Linked DNA regions of Oryza sativa: region 1 is linked to region 2. The links are chromatin contacts, called in public HiCAR-type maps. All regions are on one chromosome and are shown on one strand. The core of a region is the stretch at or near the end of the contact, and the rest is flanking DNA. Distances in the headings are between cores, read along the strand shown.

Region 1 (6,540 bases), core at 2,428-4,927, 83 kb before region 2:
ATACTACATCAAATAAACCAATAATTCTTCCAAATAAGATATTACTAGAAAAACACCCATGCATTGCAACGGGTGAATGCTATTTTAATCGATAATTGTTAGATTTTTTCTCTCTAGAAAGTATATGGGATTTATCACCAAGTACTAGCAAGCACACCATATATAGTTATTTTGATCATGTTACCATGTATGCATGCATGTGTATATGACCATCAAACAGCACAATCATGCATCACTTAGAAGCTTGGCGTATTTATTTTTTAATAGAATAGTACTTAGAAGCTTTGCGTATTTATTTGATAGAAGAAAAGATTACTGTTATTTATTTATAGGCACAAACTTTAGGATAAGATCGACACCGAGAGTACCAAATAAACCTTACATATTTTTTTCTTATCGAAAATTTGACTTATCCCATTATTATTCATGTATCTAAATTACACATCTAGTCAAATTATAATTTGACTGCACACATCTATTTGAGAAAGAACATACGGGAGTAAGTTTCATGTCTTTGCCTCACTTTTTTTTTTTTTGTCTAGGGAGGAGGGAATACGCGATGAGAAAAATACTGTCCACTACAGTTTTGGGTGTATATTTTGCCATGGCCGCCCTATGTCTCATTCTGTTTGATCTTGAGGATTGGTTTCGTGATTATTTTTCTTATGTTCCTTATATTGCTGGAAGAATAAGGAAAAAAAATGCACGTAGCATAATACTGAAAGCCAATGCTCGCGGTTCTAATGAAAGCGAGAGAGAAACAAAGCAAAAATTGACCCAAAAATCCTCGAGTTTTGCAATGTGTACCTACAAAGGAAGAAATAATTGTTCATGGATTCTACTAATTACATTACTTCATTGACAAAATGGCTTGGAATGCTCCAAGTTCCTGTGGTTTTAAGCAAATTACAGTAACCACTATGCAAATTTCAGTGACATAGCAACCAAGGACATAATATTCAAGTTCATGTTTAGGTTCATAAGGTTCGAATAACAGGATTAAAGATCGTGCTTAGGATGCCAATTTAGCTTAACAAATGTGACTGCCACGCGACATTAAGCTGTCAATACCAAGGGCATTAAAATCTGCATGTAGCCTTCTCCAATGGCACCTTTTACTGTCTGGTTCAATAGAATGCATGCACTACAAATATCATAAACAATTAAACAAATACTAAGCAAAAGCACAACTAAAATTCAAAACCAAACCACAAAGCATAGCAACAGATTGAATTCCTGAAAGATTGGACAAGACACGAGCAAATGCAGTCATACACAAACCACAACAAATGGGCAAACAGATCCTCAGCTTCGGATGATGATTTGTATTAAAAGCAGACGATTTTCAGCACGGTAAACATAAATTCAGAGGTTCAAATTTTGCTCATATCTCCCTGGCTCGCACTTGAAAAGAATTCTTATCTCCTAGCAAGCCCTAGAACCAAGCATAAATTAAAACAAAAGGTACAGAATGTCGAGCACACGTTCTGGATATAAGAATGCTATATCTAGTGCGATTTGACATAGTCCTGCACTATGTTAAGGCCCTCAGACTCTTCACCATAGTCCTGGGAAATGAAAATGAACAGCCAAACATTACAAATTGCCATCTTCAAAGGAATAATTCCAAGTGTTAAGGTGAGGGATCGATTAGTTACCTTGACAACGACGCAGGAGCAGCCCACAACCTTCCTTGCCTTGCCCTCAGAGTCAATCTTGCAAAGCTGCAAATGACAATATGTATTGTTAAAACCAGGACAAGAAGGCTTTTCATATAACTGTAAATTAAAAGAAATACACAGAACAAAGGAAGGTGGACAATGATAAATCATAAATATACGTGCCAACAGAAATGTTCAAAGTTTCCCCACAAATAAAACAAATATACTACCTCCATCCCTAAATATATGACGGTGGTTAGTTGAAAAATGAACTAACCAACGTCATATAGAAAAGAACAGAGTATAAGAATATCAATATTAACATATAGTAGGCACATTCTCCTTTAAACACTGGTGAAAGAATGTCTACTCATCAATTGAACCTACATCCTATATGGCCCTCAGTGACAGAGACAAGAGGGATGGCCAGTGGCCTGGCCCCCTCCAACAATTTTTTTTCACATAATCATTTAAGTAGTTAGGTAATTAAGCTAAGTGACAGTGTATTCGGCCCCCTCCAAGAGTCTTAGGCCCCTCCCATGTTTAAATCCTGACTCCGCCACTGATGGGTGATGGCCATATAGGCACCAGTTAACACAAACAAAGGACAACAATTAACAAGGTATAGCTATTAGGACATAGGCAGCAGACTAACACATATCAAGAAAAACAATTGACAAAGTACTTAGAAGAATCCTGTAACTCACCCCTGCCCACTCGCCAAGAGTCTTAGCACTAGGCACGGTAACAAGGTGAACGTTGTGCTCAGCACACAGAGCCTTAACCAACTTGACATAATCAGGTTGGTCGCAGTCCTCAGCAAGCACACAAAGCTGAGCAGCATGCTTCTCGATGGCCTTGGCAGCCTCACGGAGACCCTTCACAAGCCCATCATGAGCACTTGACTTCTTCATCACAAGCTGCAGAGCAGTCATCAGATCCATGGGCTCCCCAAGAACCGGGGCAGCTGGAGTCTCAACTGGGGTCTCCTCCCTGTAAAAGTGTTTAGATCTCAGCGAAAATGAATAGGCTCGCTACAATACATCAATGTTTCAAAGACCGAGATGCACATAAGATCTATTAACAATTACTAGTAATACACTTTACAAGGTATTTTTAGTTCTCTTCTAATTTGACTGCTCTTTCAATAATGGAGGTCCAAATACTTTGGCATGTACGTGGTGTTACATTTATACAAGAATTGAGCACCCATAATATAAAAAATGCATTGTTTCTCACTACTGGTGACACTGTACAAATTCAGTACTTCTTGGATGCAAACAAGACAATTAAGTTGGATAATTCAATTCCATATAAACATAGTTTGATAAGCAATTGAGCTTTTTTTTTCAATCTGGCTGTGAATTTACCGTCTACACTCCTTGGTGCTAGTACAGAACAGGCACATATCATCTGATATGAATCATGATTGTATTTGCTAAACTAGACGGCTCACATACAACGAATCCACCAACTATACTACCAGCTGCCAAATTCTAAATCACCAAGACCCCATACCAGTACAGCAGAAATCCGAGCAATCGCACTCATGACTCCCACATCCTTTCACTCAATGATCCCATCGAAATGGAAACCAAATGACAATTTCCCCAATCAAGGACAACTCAAACATGATAAGACCAAACGATTCTTGAGCGAGCAGTAGCGCAGCCAAGGCTCAGCAACAATTACACAGTAATAACAGTGTTCTACCAACAGCAGCAACAGCAAGAACAGGCTAGATCCAAAATGCTACGAGGATAGAGAGAGAAAAAACATGGAACTAGCAGAGGCCAAGAAGAAGTTGGTTGCAAGAACTTACGCCATCTCCGCGCTCAAAAGACCGGAACACCGACTGCGACGAAACGATCTGCAACAAGGAAAACAAGCGTTCTCAGCACGATTAGCGACCGCCGGCGCACTGACGCGGAGGAACAAGAAGAGCAACGGCGGCGCCGCCTACCTTGTGGCGAAGAGCGGCGGCGGCGGCGGGGTTAGGGTTTTCGCGAGGAGGGTGAGGAGTGAGCCGCGTGGGAGAAGGTGTTCTTATATATCGCGTTCACTATCGGGCCCTGATGGGCCGAGGAGCTCCCCAATTGGGCCTCATAATGTCCAGAGTTAGCCTTTTGAGCCCACATGAGGCCCATCACGTGTTGCAGGGATGCACATGGGCCGGCCCATCTCATGGCCCACCTAAGATGAGTCATGGGCTCTTCTGGCTTTCACTCTGTTGTGCTAATTGTGGTGCTTTGTGGATGAGCTCTGGCAGACTACGGATCTGTTTGGGGAGCTTCTAGCAGCTGCAGCTTCTTCTAAAATCTTCAGTTGCCAGAAGCTCCCCCAAACAGTCCAACTTTTTATCCAGATTTTGAGAATCTGTAGTTGTAGAATCTAGAAAATGAACTATAAGCCAAAGCTGGATTTCCCAGCTTCTCCAGATTCTCACTAGCTAGCTTTTCAGCAGCTGCTTCTCAGAATCTTAAGCTCCCCAAACAGGCCCTACATATGTCACCTTCAGAATCAGAACACTGGTCTAATGATGTGTCATTAGTGCTAAGAAATCAGAACAAATCCATGTAGGAGAATAATATAATCCATTGATTGTTTCTTCCTTGAAAAGGAAAGATGGGGCGCCAAACACATGTGCGTACATACATGCATGATGCATGTGTGACAGTTTTAATTAGTGTTTGCAAAGATATTTCTGCCACAAGTGGCACTCTATGAATCATTATGGCCATAGTTCATCCCCACTCTAAGTAGCCGGTGAGAGATTTTTTTTTAGACATATAGTTAGTAATTATTTGATTAAGATCATTTGTCTCTGAGCTTTAAGTCTCCCTCTCTGGTTGGCTATGTCAATGTGTGGGCTACACGATGATATTTGACAATACCACTTGAAAACGACATGATCACATACTATTGCTGGGAGAAGAAAGGCTTACTTAATTAACTAGTGGACGCACAGCATAAATTCTTGTATACGCACACTTCAAAAAAGAATCAAATTAAGTTAAGATGAGAAAATGAAATACTCAATTTTCACATGAATTAATTCAGATCCTGCAAAATTCCTTAAAAAAACTTTGGTTTCGAAGGAGGCCTATACTATTGGATGGAGTAAGTTTTTTTTTTATATAATGCTCGATGAAGAACGAATATTGCGCACTATAGATTAATGGTTGTGAATTGTGATTAAGCATGTCAATAATCCAATACTTTTTATTTTCTAGATGACATGGTCCAATACATATTGAGAAATAATAATTTCTAGATGACGTGGTCCAATACACATCGAGAAATAATAATTATGTAAGTGGGTCTGAATTACATAGTAACATGGAATTAGTTTGCTTTATTTATCCAGCAAAACATGAGCTTGGGATCATGGGATGTGAAAGGTTGTAAACTGCAAAGCCCTCTAGTCCCTACTTTAATAAATTAATCAAAATAATTAGTGGCTTACTTTATTCTCCCAATTCTCCTCTGCCTCCAAGTTGCATGAAACTGAAAGGCAGATAATTATAGTGCTTTGCTTTAATCCCAAGGAAAGGAGAAAATCTCCTGCCAAATTAAGCTGGTATTCTTTTTATTCAGAAAAAAGGAGTATAAAGTTGGTATATATATATATATTGTTCGCTTTAGAAGAATCCTAAAATTTGTCGGTTGGTATACCTTTGAAGTTTGAACTAGCTTTGAGCTTTTGCCAGAAATAATAGGTAAAAACGTTGTATTGCTGCAAATTAGGAGGTAAAAATAATCTATAATTAACCTTGGCAAATTTGACAATATCTATGTCGGTGACATGGGGCCGGGGGTATCGTGACTAGAGGCTTGGGTAGCCGCGGTCACCCACGTGGCCTGAGGGCCCGAGGGTGACGTGGCCACCCCTCCCTCTGTCCCCCCGAGGGGTCGGGCCGCTCCCGTTTCGGCCCCGAGGGCTGGGGCGCCCCGACCCCCTGTGGTTTTGGCGCCACGTGTGTGGGTTAGATGAGCACAGCGGGGCTCACCTAACCGCATTTATAACAGGTTGGACGAGCGCGCCACACCGCATTTAATGCGGCGCAGCGCACACTTATCCTGTCTGTGACCGGTCGCGGTGTATGACCGGTCACAGACCGGTCAGATCGCGGGTTAGGTGGCAACAGGCGGCCTGTCACACGCCTCGCCCCGTCCCGTCGGAATGATGAGAGCTTCCTGGCTCTCGTCCCTAGCCGGAGCCGGCGTGCTAACTCTTGGAGTTGGTATGTCAGTCCCGGTCAGATCCATTCCAGGCTTCAGCGCAAGCATGGCAAGGAAGTCGCTGGCCATTGAATGAATGTTGAAATGGGCGTCCACCGGGAAAGCTGGCGAGGGGGGCAGGAGGCGTGTGCTCTGCTTGTCAGAAGTCACTTCCGGCTATAGACTAGTCCTCATTGTAAAAAGCATGTTTCCTTTCTTAGCCAGCTAGAGGCCCTTGTGGTGACCCCTGACTAGATAAAAAGGAGGCCCAGGCCTAGGAGAGAGAGAGGGAAGAGAAAAAAAGGGAAGAGGGGTTGAGACTCTGGCGAATGGGTTCTAGACCCTGAACTCTTGCTCGCTCTCCGGCTCTCTGGATTCCTTCACGCACAGATCCACCAGAACACAGGAGTAGGGTGTTACGCTTCTCAGCGGTCCGAACCTGTCTACGTCGCTCGTGTCTTGTGCATTTCCTCTCTCGCGGACGTTCCTCAGATCGAGGGCGAAGAACCTCACTTAGCGCCCCCGGCCGAACCGGCAAAGGGGGGCCTGCGCGGTCTCCCGATGAGGAGCCCCACGCTCCGTCAATCTAGTTGAACCTTCTTTGAATAATGATGACCTAGACGCGAGCTCCCAACTGTCAGGAATGGAACATCTCACC
Region 2 (6,108 bases), core at 2,165-4,664:
AGAAAGACCAGAATGCGGCTTGTCTATATCAAGTACCGGCGTTATTTTCATTTCCATCCCATTAATAGTCTGAAAGTAATCAGATTCGATGATATTTCAACAGCGATAAGCTTAAGATAAGCCATTGTGATGGATATTATTCTATACTACCATTTCAGCAAATCAAATAGTGATCAGCGATGCAATGAAAAGCATGTTAAACATACCCCGGTCATTGAACTTTTTCAAGGTAGGGCCTACAAGCAGAATAGAAGCAGCCTCCAAGTGTGGCATCTCAAGAAGTGGATTATCCTCAACACGTAAATGCTGCAGACATTTTAGTTTTGCCATCAGTGAGCAAATTGCGTTAACACTTCATGTGTCAATAGCCTTCATTAATTTAACATATCTCTTCAAATTCAAATATATCTATATGCCACAGTGGACTGGTAATAACTGATCATGGATGGTATGAATTGCCTGTTTCATGCATATAAGGTCTATTCTGTAACATCAGACATTGAGCAACGCAATTGATTATTACCAGCTTCAAACTTCCAATTACCAAAATACTTATTATTTGTACTGCACATCATCTATTGTTTGTTCATTATCTAGAAAAATAATCTATTGTTTGTTAAGCACCATCCATGAGATTCAAATGCTTTTAGAAATAGCATCGTTCAACAACATAAGAAACATAATGAGTAAAAGCAGACCTCCAGAGAAGGCAAATGCGGAAATCCCTTCAAAACTGATATTTTGTTTCTGCTGGCTGCTAGTACCTACACACACAAAAAAAAATGCAAAGCAAGTTAAGGGCTAACTGATATTTTGATTATGCTCAAGGCAGATACAACCAGCATACTCACTTGAAGTCGAGGCTGACTAGCCATACAGAGTGATTTCAACCTATTTTGAGCAACAGAGAGAAACTGGTGCAGCAAGAGAGATAAGAAAAATAGATTTAGCATTGTTGACATAAGTAAAGATCAACTGCTAAGACTAGTTTGGTAACATTAGCATACCTCCAAGTTAGGAAGCTCGGGAAGGGTAGCAAGGGATGTTATTTGATTTCCAGCGAGATAAAGTTGCTACACAGGTCAGAATACAAAAGATAGTTCATAAAAAAAACCTCCATGAGCATAGTCAATACTATGAGGAAAGCACAAACCTGGAGAAGTTTGCAATTCTCAAGGGGCTCAAACCCAGGGAGCTTAAATTCATTAAAACTCAAGTCAAGAACCTGCAAATATGAAGGAGGACAAAAGGCAGAAAAAACAAAATAAACACATAATCAACAGAGCTAGGCCACAAGAACAGGAAGTGCCAAAATGGAATACATCCCAATAAAAAGGAGAGAGGTGATACCTTAACCCCTTTGAGAATCTCAATACCCTCCAAACTTGATAGACGATTGTCCCTGAGATAAACAAACTACAGACAGAAACTATGGTAAGCACTTCAGCAGACATGTCATTCCCAATATTTCTTAATCATGGGCTATGCTGGATGTATATATCTTTCCCAAAATCTTAGGTGTTGCAACTTGCAAAAAAATTAACAGTGTCATGTGGCTTGAGTTATTGCAGAACTGCATAGATAAAAGGAGAACCTGACTGCACTTACTTCAAGTACAGGTGTTAATCTCAACTGCTTCAGAGTTCGTACCCTATGACCTCTTGAATCAAGTCTCTGCAGAAGCATGAAACTATATTGAATGGAAGAAAAACCACCACATGATGAAAGCATCAAGATCATCCACATAAATGAAGAACTTTTTCAACACTAACCACTTCATCACTAGCCTTCAAATCCACCTGGGGCAGCATCATAAACCGTGAATCACGGCTATCAGCAGTCGAGCTCTTCTTCCGAATAGGCATGGAAGAACCCTTGTCCATCGACGATGTCCGAGAACCCACTTTTTTCGTGACGCTGCTTGTCACTGAAGGTGACCGTGGTGAGTTGAGAGTAGCATTTGAGGCTGCTCTCCTGAAGCTGCTGCTAGCGCTACTGCTGGAGTTCTCTGTCAGTGATGGGACTTTCTTCAGAGTAGAAATTGGTGATGACTTAACAGCAGGCTTCTTCATCGCATCCACCTTGGCCCTCTCAGACTGCACAGATGACTTCTTTTCCAGTGATGATTTTGAGCTGACCATGGAGGCTGTCACTGGTTTACTCTTCTTCACCCCATCTGACAGAGAAGGACTAGCTTTCTTAGCAACAACTGAGCTCCCATTATCCTGTTGCTTCCCCGCACTTCCTGTGCTGCTTCTTCTCTGAACTGGAGCAGCATTCATAGACGAGGTAGACTTCGTCAACGATGACCTTGACATCCCCAACTCGGCTGAGGGAGCAACATCAGTCCGCTTCTTGATTGAAGAAGCTGTCCCCAATGCAAACCTGCCGGTGGGCACAGACAGCCGGGTCTTTGACGGTTTAGCCTCCGCCGGCTTTGAGGTCTCCGGTGGTGCTTCCATTCCTGACAACCACAATCAAAACCTCAAGCCGTACACCGCCAGTCTTTGCTTTCTAGTCAAACCAGGAACCTCTTGACGATTGCACACATGCCTGACCTGGATAGCCAGGTAAACAAACCAAATTATCAATGTAGCACTTACAAATATTTGGGAAATCACCAAAAGTTCGATGCAAAGGAAAAATTCTCAGAATTTGCAGCCTCATACGAAAACTGAGCAACCAACAACGCTTGTACAGAATTTTTGAATTGCTCGCAGAATTCGTCAACGCCTAGATAGGGAAGTACAACGCGAGGCGGTACCAAATCAGACGGAATTGCGGAAGCACGAAGCCGGTGGATATGGCCCGTACAAAAAAGCGAAGCATTAAAACTTGACAAAATAAGCACAAAAAATTTATTTCATCATAATTTTTTTTGTCAAATGTAGAAACAGAGCAGGAACCCATCGTTTTGGGTCGGAATTCAAAACCAAAATTCCAGCAAAGTCGTCGGTCAAACCCACAGGCAAACTCACCACGGATCAGAATTCATCACAGAGGATCAAAACCACACCCGAAAAATCCCCCAAAAATGCTCGTAAAACCCTAGCACCATCCAGCACATAAACCCCACCGCATTCCGCGAGAACCCACCGCCACCGCCACACTACGAGCACCGGAGAAATCCCACCCACACGCGCACAAATACACACACATACACCCTCTCCAAACTCGAATCGATCCGAAATGGAGTTCAAAACAAAATCCAGAACAAAAATGCCCAAAAAAAATGAAATCAACACATCGCGCAGCCACGGGGGGGCCGGCTCGCCTCCCATCTCCCTCACCTCCCCCCGCCGCGGCAGCCGGATCCGAGCCCCTCCGCCGCCTCCACCAATGCGGGCTACGAGCGCGCGCGAGGAGTGGAAGCCAACCAGACACTGGAGCAGAAGCAGCAGCAGCAGAAGAGGCAGAGAAGAAAGGGGGGAGAAACCGAAACGCGCACAAGTATCCGAGAGGCGGGGGGGCACTTGGTAAATTACCGGAATTCCTAGGGGCTTAGGTGTAAATTCGCCAAAGTTTCGCTCCCGCCCGCGCTTTTGCAGTTTCGGTTTTGGTCCAAACTCCAAGAAAACGAAATATCAGGGGTTTTTTTCGTTTAAGCCCTTGGTTTTTGTGGAAATGTGACGGGAAGGGCCGGGGGTCGGTGCGCAGAGGCAGCGCACACGTCGCCGGCGTGGAATCGCCGTGGGGCCCACCCACCCGGGGAGTTCGCTTCTACCGTTGTTTGTTTGTTTGTTTGGCTTGGTTTCGTGAGGGTAATCTCGAGATTAAGTGCCGTAATTAACGCTGATCGCACTAAACACAAAAGCTACGCTCGTACTACACACTAACGCACACGAGTGCAGCCTTCAATACACGCTTAAAAGAGATAAATGCCAAAATATCATACAAATTCGATGATAAAGAGGTGCATCGCGAGCACTGAGTTTATCGTGTTATAACTTTTACTACACATCTACTTTGAGCTACTTTAAAGGCAAACATAAGAGAGAAAATATACGAAGACAGTTGTGTTCTTTTAAAGTGTTTGGCAACCAGCAAGTGAAATAGAACGGTGAATTAGCGTATAAATTAATTAGGTATTAAAAAATTTAAAAATAAATTAATATGATTTTTAAAGTAACTTTATTTGCATAAAGTTTCTAGAAAAAAAAACACTCTTTAGTGGTATGAGAAGCGTGCACATGGAAAAAGAGAAAGAAAATGTTGGAAAAATGTAATACTGGCCGCAGCCTTGAACTAACTTTGAAGTTAATTAAGTCCTAAGTTAAAAACTAGTAAAACCTTGGCTCTAAATTCTAATGTGCAAGTCCACTGCTATGTACGTATGGACAAAACTTTAGGTTTGCAAACGGAATGCAACAAGCAGTGCAAACAAAATCGACCATTCCAGCTGATTGAACCCTCCTCGATTGCATCGAAGATTTTTGTTTCGAGACAGGAGGATGCATAACACATGGACAGATAGATATAGATAAATCTAGCAATTATTAGGGATGCAAGCAGGTAAACCTGCGAGTTCAAATAAATGATAATTCATAAGTTTTTGTGTTGTGGTCCAGTTTACCGCATATAGATATGCAAGTGGGTCAATCCATAAACCTATTTATAGGTCAAATTAATACTTTCTCCATTCCAAATTGACCTACATATAGTTTTTTTTTGAGGTTATTCCTAAATGGTCTACATATTTGTGTTCATCCATTAGGTCTATTCATTATTTGTGTATTAGAGTAAATGGACATTGACGCATGCATCTATGCACACAAGCATTTATAGCCCATATGTAATATCTTGATTTGCTATTGGCTATGAAATAGTGGGGATGGTGCATGCATTGAGTTTGTTGCTAGAGTAAATATAGTATAAGAGAGTTATTAGCTTTTCTTGGTATTGGTGTACCTTTGAAATATGTAGATCAATTTGAAATGAATGGAGTAGTTAACTAGCGGGTTACGTACTAATTTTACCTATAAGCAGGTTCACGGACAAGCCCGCTTGCACCCCTAGAAGTTACGTGAGAGTAATCAAATCACAAAAATTGGTTAATTACAGGTAGAAGTGGTAGGTGAGACAGACGAGCTAGCGTTGGAGCGATGGATAAGCTCGCCATCGCCAGCGACGTGCCGGCGACCGCTCCATCGAAAGCCAATCAAGGCACTAGTACTAACGAAACCTACCTCCCCTTCCTCTCGCTGACATGTGGGCCCGGTCCCACCTGTCATCCTGATGCGATCATCCTGGGCCCACCAGTAGCTAGGAGGCAAAGCCCGTGGGAAACGGGGCCGACACGGCGATGAACAGGGAGAAGATTAATTGTTGGGATGGCCTTGGATTAGGATAATTAAAAGGTTTGTGTGCTAAATAATGATGGGTTTTAATTTGTCCTTGATGGATCATGCACGGCCTTGAATGGATCGATCGATTGATGTGGGTAATTTTAATTAAGTGCAATAAATGACAATGATGATTAACTCGATCACCGTCGTCCTAGCTAAGCTTGTGTACTGGATATATAGCTCAGTGCCACCGTCTGATCACGGCATAATCGTGCGTGTGCAAACCATTAATAAATATAGTTGCACGGTTTTATGAACCATGCTACATCCGTTGCAAAATGCGTGCAGCCGTAGAAATCCGTGTCCAACGTTTCACCGTCTGTCTTATTTAAAAATTTATGAGAAAATTAGAATAAATTAGTCAAATATAAAGTACTATTCATGTTTTATCATCTAATAACAATAAAAATATTAATCGTAAAAAAATTATAAATAAGACGAACGGTCAAAAGTGAGATATGAACAGTGTAAAACTGCACTTATTTTGAGACGGAGGGAGTAGATTGGTTAAGCACGCTAAATTATTATGCAGTACGTGCATTCTTCAGATATCATCAGATGTGCCTATAGATTTATTTATGTTGATTAGGGCTTTATTAGGAGCTTGTTTAATTTTATTGACACAAATTTAATCATCAAGACAATTATTCTCCAAATTCCAGACTAGCTACACTAATCCAATTAAGCTATAATGCCTATATGTAACTTAATTACCCCCCAAACAAATATACACTGCTACATTTCTCTTGTCCTTATGGTATTT

Evidence for each region. HiCAR-type assays count read pairs that join an accessible place to other places.
Region 1: a contact with region 2 is called in a HiCAR-type map of leaf, with 2.3 times the contacts expected there. The contact joins the promoter of LOC4342408 here to the promoter of LOC4342403 in region 2. A contact is called at or near these places in 2 of 15 Hi-C or Micro-C datasets (leaf and seedling) and 1 of 4 datasets of contacts at active chromatin or transcription factors (leaf).

Annotation. Positions count from the first base shown.
Region 1 is chr7:2,622,766-2,629,305 of ASM3414082v1, reverse strand. LOC4342408 (small ribosomal subunit protein eS12) reads right to left here and starts at 3,677. Exons shown (of 5, transcript XM_015789168.3): 1 at 3,625-3,677; 2 at 3,484-3,531; 3 at 2,369-2,654; 4 at 1,659-1,724; 5 at 1,291-1,568. The coding sequence starts at 3,488. The coding sequence ends at 1,509.
Region 2 is chr7:2,539,698-2,545,805 of ASM3414082v1, reverse strand. LOC4342403 (187-kDa microtubule-associated protein AIR9) reads right to left here and starts at 3,414. Exons shown (of 38, transcript XM_015791888.3): 1 at 3,291-3,414; 2 at 1,773-2,558; 3 at 1,609-1,674; 4 at 1,351-1,416; 5 at 1,154-1,225; 6 at 1,008-1,073; 7 at 852-914; 8 at 699-764; 9 at 207-306. The coding sequence starts at 2,462.